2 separate regions of the Macaca mulatta genome follow, and region 1 is linked to region 2. A link is a contact called in public Hi-C data. All regions are on one chromosome and are shown on one strand. The core of a region is the stretch at or near the end of the contact, and the rest is flanking DNA. Distances in the headings are between cores, read along the strand shown.

Region 1 (2,700 bases), core at 178-2,677, 84 kb before region 2:
GTCCTGTGGCCCCAAGCACCTTCTTGGGGTCCATGTTGAACTTCTTCCTGCCCATTGCCATCTTCCGGTTCCGCTGCAAGGTCTTACTGCAGGAGCAGAGAGCAGGGTGGGGGATGGGGGGTCAATGCCTGGGCATTCCTGGCCTCAGTCAACCCCACGCCCCCCAGGTCACCCGCCCCAGCCCTCACCTGCCCTCATTGGCCTCCAGCCCCTCCACCTCGCTCATGGCTTCACTGAGCTCCTCCCGCAGGCGCTGAATCTCCACCAGCAGCTCCTGCTTCCGCCGCCGGATGTTCTCCAGCTCCATCCGCTCCTCCGGAGTCAGGTCTGGGGGTTCTAGGGGTCGGGGTCACGGTTTAAAAGTCAGTGCTGGGGACCATGAGCCTGAATTCCTGCAATCTGGGGGCGGACAGAGCTGGGAGAGGATGCATAAGGGCCTTCCATGTCTGCACAGAAGACTGCGCTGGGGGCCTGGATTCCTCCGTGCAGAGAAGGGCCGGGGCTCTAAACTCTTGAGTCCTGGGGGGAGGAGGGGACTTGGGGCCCGGATTCCAGAGTCTGAAGGAGAAGGGGAATAGGTGCCTGAGCTCTTAGGTGTGAGGGAAGAAAGGGTTGGGGGCCTGAGCTTCTAGGTCCATTACTTGGAAGGGGACTGAGGCCTTGGTTTTCTGACTCCATTACTGGCGAGGTAGCTGGGGACCTGGTTATCCGGACTCCTGGGTCCATGAACAGTCACTACGGCCGCGGGAGCTGATGACAGCTCGGGAGAGTTGGGAAGACGGGGCGGGACATCGAAGGCCCCCGCCCCCCAAGATTTCTCCCCTCCCCGCAACCCGAGCGCCCCTCCCCGGCCCCGGCAGACGCTGGGCTTGCCCGCCCCTCCAGCGGGAATGGTTCCGCCCCGGCCTCGCCTCCACCGCTCCATCCCGCCCCTCCCGCCGCCACCGGAAACAGGATCAGCCCAAACAATGGCCTGGAACGCCCCGCTTTCGGGCCCCGCCGGAAGCCCGTCCAGCGCCCCACAAAAGCGGCGCGACAAGTCTACTACTGGGCCGAAAGCTTCTGGGCTGCGCCCTCCAGGGGGAAACGTTCGCGGCGGAACGTTCAGGAGAAAACGCTCCAGCAGCTCCCAGCCGACCCCGCCCCTCCCCGACCTACCATAGACGCCGTCCTCCATGGCGGCTAGGAAGGCCCGCGGGGAGTCCGGGGCGGTCCCGCCGGTCGGGCCTGGATCCGCGTTGGCCCGCGGGCTCGGGTGAGCCCGCTCAAACGCCCCGGGAGCCACCGCCGCCTCCTCAGCGCCAGACCTCAGCGCTGAAAAGACTCTCCCTTGGTCGCCCAACCGCCCCTTCAGTAGGGACCGCCCCTCTTTTTGACACCGTCCAATCCACAGTGGGCGCTTTAGTCCTCCCCGCCCTCGCCACCAAAGGATCGTCTTCCAGGGCCAACAGTCGTACAAAAAGCTGATGTCGGTATGTCCGGCCAGAGGTAGACGGCCCGCGGGGCCAATCGAAGTGCAGGCAGGGCAGCAGGCCCCGCCTCCGAAACAACAGAAAGCACTTGACAGGCTTGCTCTCCAATGGGAAGCCCCAGAAAGGTGTTGCGCGGAGGCGGACCTACGCGGTACAGACATCTCTGCGCCTGCTCAAAGGCCCTGGACATTTGGAGACTAGGTAAACCGAACCCCGCCTCCAATAATCCGTTGCTAGGGGGCGGTACTTGGTTAATCTTGTTGCCAGGAGGCGGGGCTAGAACTGGCTTGTTTCCGTAAGCCACACCTCCTAGCAGGCCATGCTGGCTTCTGACTGCAGAGGTTGCCATGCAACCGGGAGCAGCCTTCGGCCTCCTTTTTATTTGCTTTTCTTCTCCGTGTATTTCCCCTCTCAGTCCCTTCTTACCTCCAAACCCTTTCCTTACGACCATCTATGCCCTCCCCACCCCCCTCAGCCTCTTCGGAGTCGTGGAGTGGTGAAACGAAAGACTTCTTCGGAAGGTTTTTTCTTTTTCTTTTTTTTTGAGACAGAGTCTTGCTCTGTCGCCCAAGCTGGAGTGCAGTTGCGCGATCTCGGTTCACTGCAACCTCCGCCTCCGGGTTCAAGCGATTCTCCTGCCTCAACCTCCCGAGTAGCTGGGATTACAGGCATGCACCATCACGCCCAGCTAATTTTTGTATTTTTAATGGAGACGGGGTTTCACCATGTTGGCCAGGCTGGTTTCAAATTCCTAACCTAAAGTGATTCACCCACCTTGACCTCCCAAAGTGTTGGGATTACAGGCGTGAGCCTTCGCGCCTGGCCAAGATTTACTCTTTTTTCTAAATGCTATGCTATCTGGTATCGGTCATGGAGAATGGAAGAGGGGAAGATCAAATTTCGTGAAAGCACAGGCTCAGCCTTCCTGGTACCTTCTGCCGCTCAGACTCCTCCCTCATTTCTCCAAACTTCTCCCCTTAGCTTAGCATCCTCCTAAGATTCCTCCCTTCCCCAAGCATCCTCCCGCTAAGACAACTCCCCTTTCCTCAGCGTCCTCCCACCTCTCTGATTCCTTCTCCCATCTCAGAAGCCTTTTCTTCCTCCCTGGCTCCCCTCACGTCCCCCCTTGTCCTCTCATACTATGGCCCTTCTTTTTTTTTTTTTTTTTTTTTTTTTTTTGAGACTGAATTTTGCTCTTTTGCCCAGCCTGGAGTGATCTGGCATGATC
Region 2 (2,700 bases), core at 168-2,667:
TCCCTGAGGGACAGGGGAGCTAGGTGGGGGTCAAGACCCCTGCCCACCATTCAACCCCCCTCCCTCCAAGAGGCTCCTGGCCAACTTCCCCTGTCCTAGATTTGGGGGTCCACATTTCCCACCACCACCCCTGCATCCCCTGTCCCCGCCTTACCTTTTCATGACCCTGTTCTGTTGGGGGGATGGTGGGGGGGCCAGGACCGGAACCCGGTGTCCAGTGACCCCAAGATTCCGAGGAGGGCTCAGAGAGCCGATGTCGGGGGGCAGGCCCCGGGGCGGCAGCAGTGGTGGTGGCGGCAGCAGCGGCAGCCCAGACCTCCTGTCTGTCCCTGGCTCCGTCTCTCCTTCCTCTTCCTTGGTCCTGTCCTGCCCTGTCTCTCCCCCAAGGTTGCGGCCACCTGGACTAGGCGAGGACGTGGCTACACATGTTGCTCTGGAAGTTGGGCCCCGGACATTGCGGAGGCTGTCGGGGTGTCCTCTTGCTGCCCCGACCCCGTGGGGATCCCCCCTCCGCCCACCCGGGGTGCCCCCCTCTGCCGCTTCAGCCCCGGCTCCTCCCCCCTTTCCATGTGTCCAGTCCCGCCTCTCCCTGGCTCACTCGCACCCCCGCTTTGTGCCCTCAGCCCCCCCACCCCCCCTTCCAGCGTCTGTGTCTGTCTGTCTGTCTGGGTCACCTCTGAAGCTGGTGGCTAGTGTGTGTGTGTGTGTGAGGAGCGGGAGATTGCCTGCTTAGGGAACTGCTTTTCCCTTCCTCGCTTGGCCACCTCCAGACCCCCCCAGATACCCCCACTCTCAAACACAGGCAGAAACACACACACGCACACATGCACGACCTCACTTCCCTGGGATTCCCCAACACCCCCAGAGCTTGAGGAGGGACACACACAGACACACACACACAGAGTGGGGGGTCTAATGGGGGCCAGGCTGCCACTGCCAATAGGGGCTGTTTGGACAGACAGGAGGACACAGGCAGCCGGGGACGCCCAGACGCCTGGCCGGACGCAGGCAGGAGGCACAGAACCCAGGTACACACCATCCATCTGGCTTTGGGGGGGCCGGGGGGAAGGAGTGGGGGCCCCATGACACCCAGGCAGGCGGCTCAGGGTCGGTATAGACAGACAGACCCCTCCCTCCCTCCACCGCCGCAGCGCTTACAGACACACCCCCCCTCCACCAGCCAGCCTCAGACACCCGGACATACAGATCCTCACCGGGCAGATGGCAGACGCTCAAGAGACCCCTGGGGGCCAGGCGGACCCACCCAGGCGACACCCCCCAGCAGGGCACCGGTGGCCGAGGGAGGCTGCGGGAGGCTGCGGGCGAGGGTGGCGGCGGCGGCCGCTGCTTGGAGGAGCCGGAGCGGGAGGGACTCACACACTTGCTGTGTTCTCGCACACACACACTCACTCGGGATGCGATTAACATTCAGTCCCCGTCCGCCACTGCCGGGAGACCCACAGCCCCCCCTCCTGGCCTCCCTGGGGACCCCTCCTCCTGCTAGGCTTGGGGAGGGGGCCGCCCCCCACCCCGGCTACCAGCCTCTGCCTTCCTCCTGGGACAGGGGAGTGAGGGGCTGAAAATAAAACGGAAGGAAGAAGTCGGGTTGGGGACTGAGCAGGGACTCAGAACCCGGTATGGAGACATCAGCTTCAGAGCTAGACTTCAGGTCTGGGGGTTGTTGCCTTCTGCCCCATCCCTGCCTTGAGGCTCTGGAAACAGGAGGCCTTTCCCTGACTTCAGTGTTCGCCATACTAAGACCCAATCTGTGGCTTTTATTGCCCCACAAGGCCAGGCCTGCAAACCAGGTCTCCGCCGTGGACCCAGGAGTCCCGCCCCCCAGTCCCTTCTCCCTCAGACCCAGGAGTCCCCTCTCCACTGGGACCCAGGGATTTGGGGCCCGCCTCCAAGTCAGAGTCTCTTTCAAGGACTCTGTCATCCACTCTCCCCCAGTACAAGCCACCTTCAGGGACCCAAGACTCGTGGATGTCCCCCTTGGACCCAGTCCTTCCAACCCTCTGAAGAAACCAACATGCCTGCTCCCCTTCTTTTATTGAGGGACCCTGGCCTCCATCACCTGTGGGTACCCCATCATCCAGAAGGGAAGCAGCATCTGTCTCCTCGTAGACGCAGGAGTCCAGACCACAGGCTGTTCCCCGAGGGTCCCACACCCAGATGCCCACTATTCCCCTCCTAGGGGGCTGGGCCCGGCACTTTTATAAAGCCACCGGTGCGGCTCTAGGGTAGAGCATGGGGCAGGACCGCTGGGCCTCTGTGGGTGGAAGAGGGTGTGTGTGTGTGTGGGCAGGGCAGAAATTCTGGAGCAGGGAGGAAGCCAGGGCCAGGGGCTCCTGAGATAGTTTGGGTCAGAGTTTCAGCCTTGAGCTTCCTGGGTGGGGTTCCTGTTTCCTTCATCCTCAAGGTCTGGGAGAGCAGAGTGAGGTGCACATTCCTGAAAAAGAAGAGAATCAGGGCCTAAATGTGTGGGTCGTACAGGGAGAAAGAAACCGTAGATCTAGATTCTTAAGGTTAGGAAGCTTGAGCCATAAGATGGTGGGGGTGGGACCCTAAGTTCCAAAGAACAGCATCCTAGGAGGGAAAAGGGCTGCGGCCCTGGACTGCTGAGTCTCAGGGAGGAGGGGCTGGGGCCCTGGACTCCTGGGTCTGAGGGAGGAGGGGCTGGGGGTCTGGACTCCTGGG

What was found. Hi-C and Micro-C count contacts between places; a contact is called where the count stands out from the background.
Region 1: a Hi-C map of fetal cortex germinal zone shows a contact between it and region 2, with 2.0 times the contacts expected there. The contact joins the promoter of CYTH2 here to the promoter of GRIN2D in region 2. A contact is called at or near these places in 2 of 14 Hi-C or Micro-C datasets (cortical neurons and fetal cortex germinal zone).

What each region holds. Positions count from the first base shown.
Region 1 is chr19:60,929,814-60,932,513 of T2T-MMU8v2.0, reverse strand. CYTH2 (cytohesin 2) reads right to left here and starts at 1,427. Exons shown (of 12, transcript NM_001260891.1): 1 at 1,159-1,427; 2 at 189-336; 3 at 20-86. The coding sequence starts at 1,177. LOC106994812 (a long non-coding RNA gene) reads left to right here and starts at 944. Exons shown (of 2, transcript XR_013410045.1): 1 at 944-1,673.
Region 2 is chr19:60,846,149-60,848,848 of T2T-MMU8v2.0, reverse strand. GRIN2D (glutamate ionotropic receptor NMDA type subunit 2D) reads right to left here and starts at 1,417. Exons shown (of 14, transcript XM_015124463.3): 1 at 1,215-1,417; 2 at 155-433.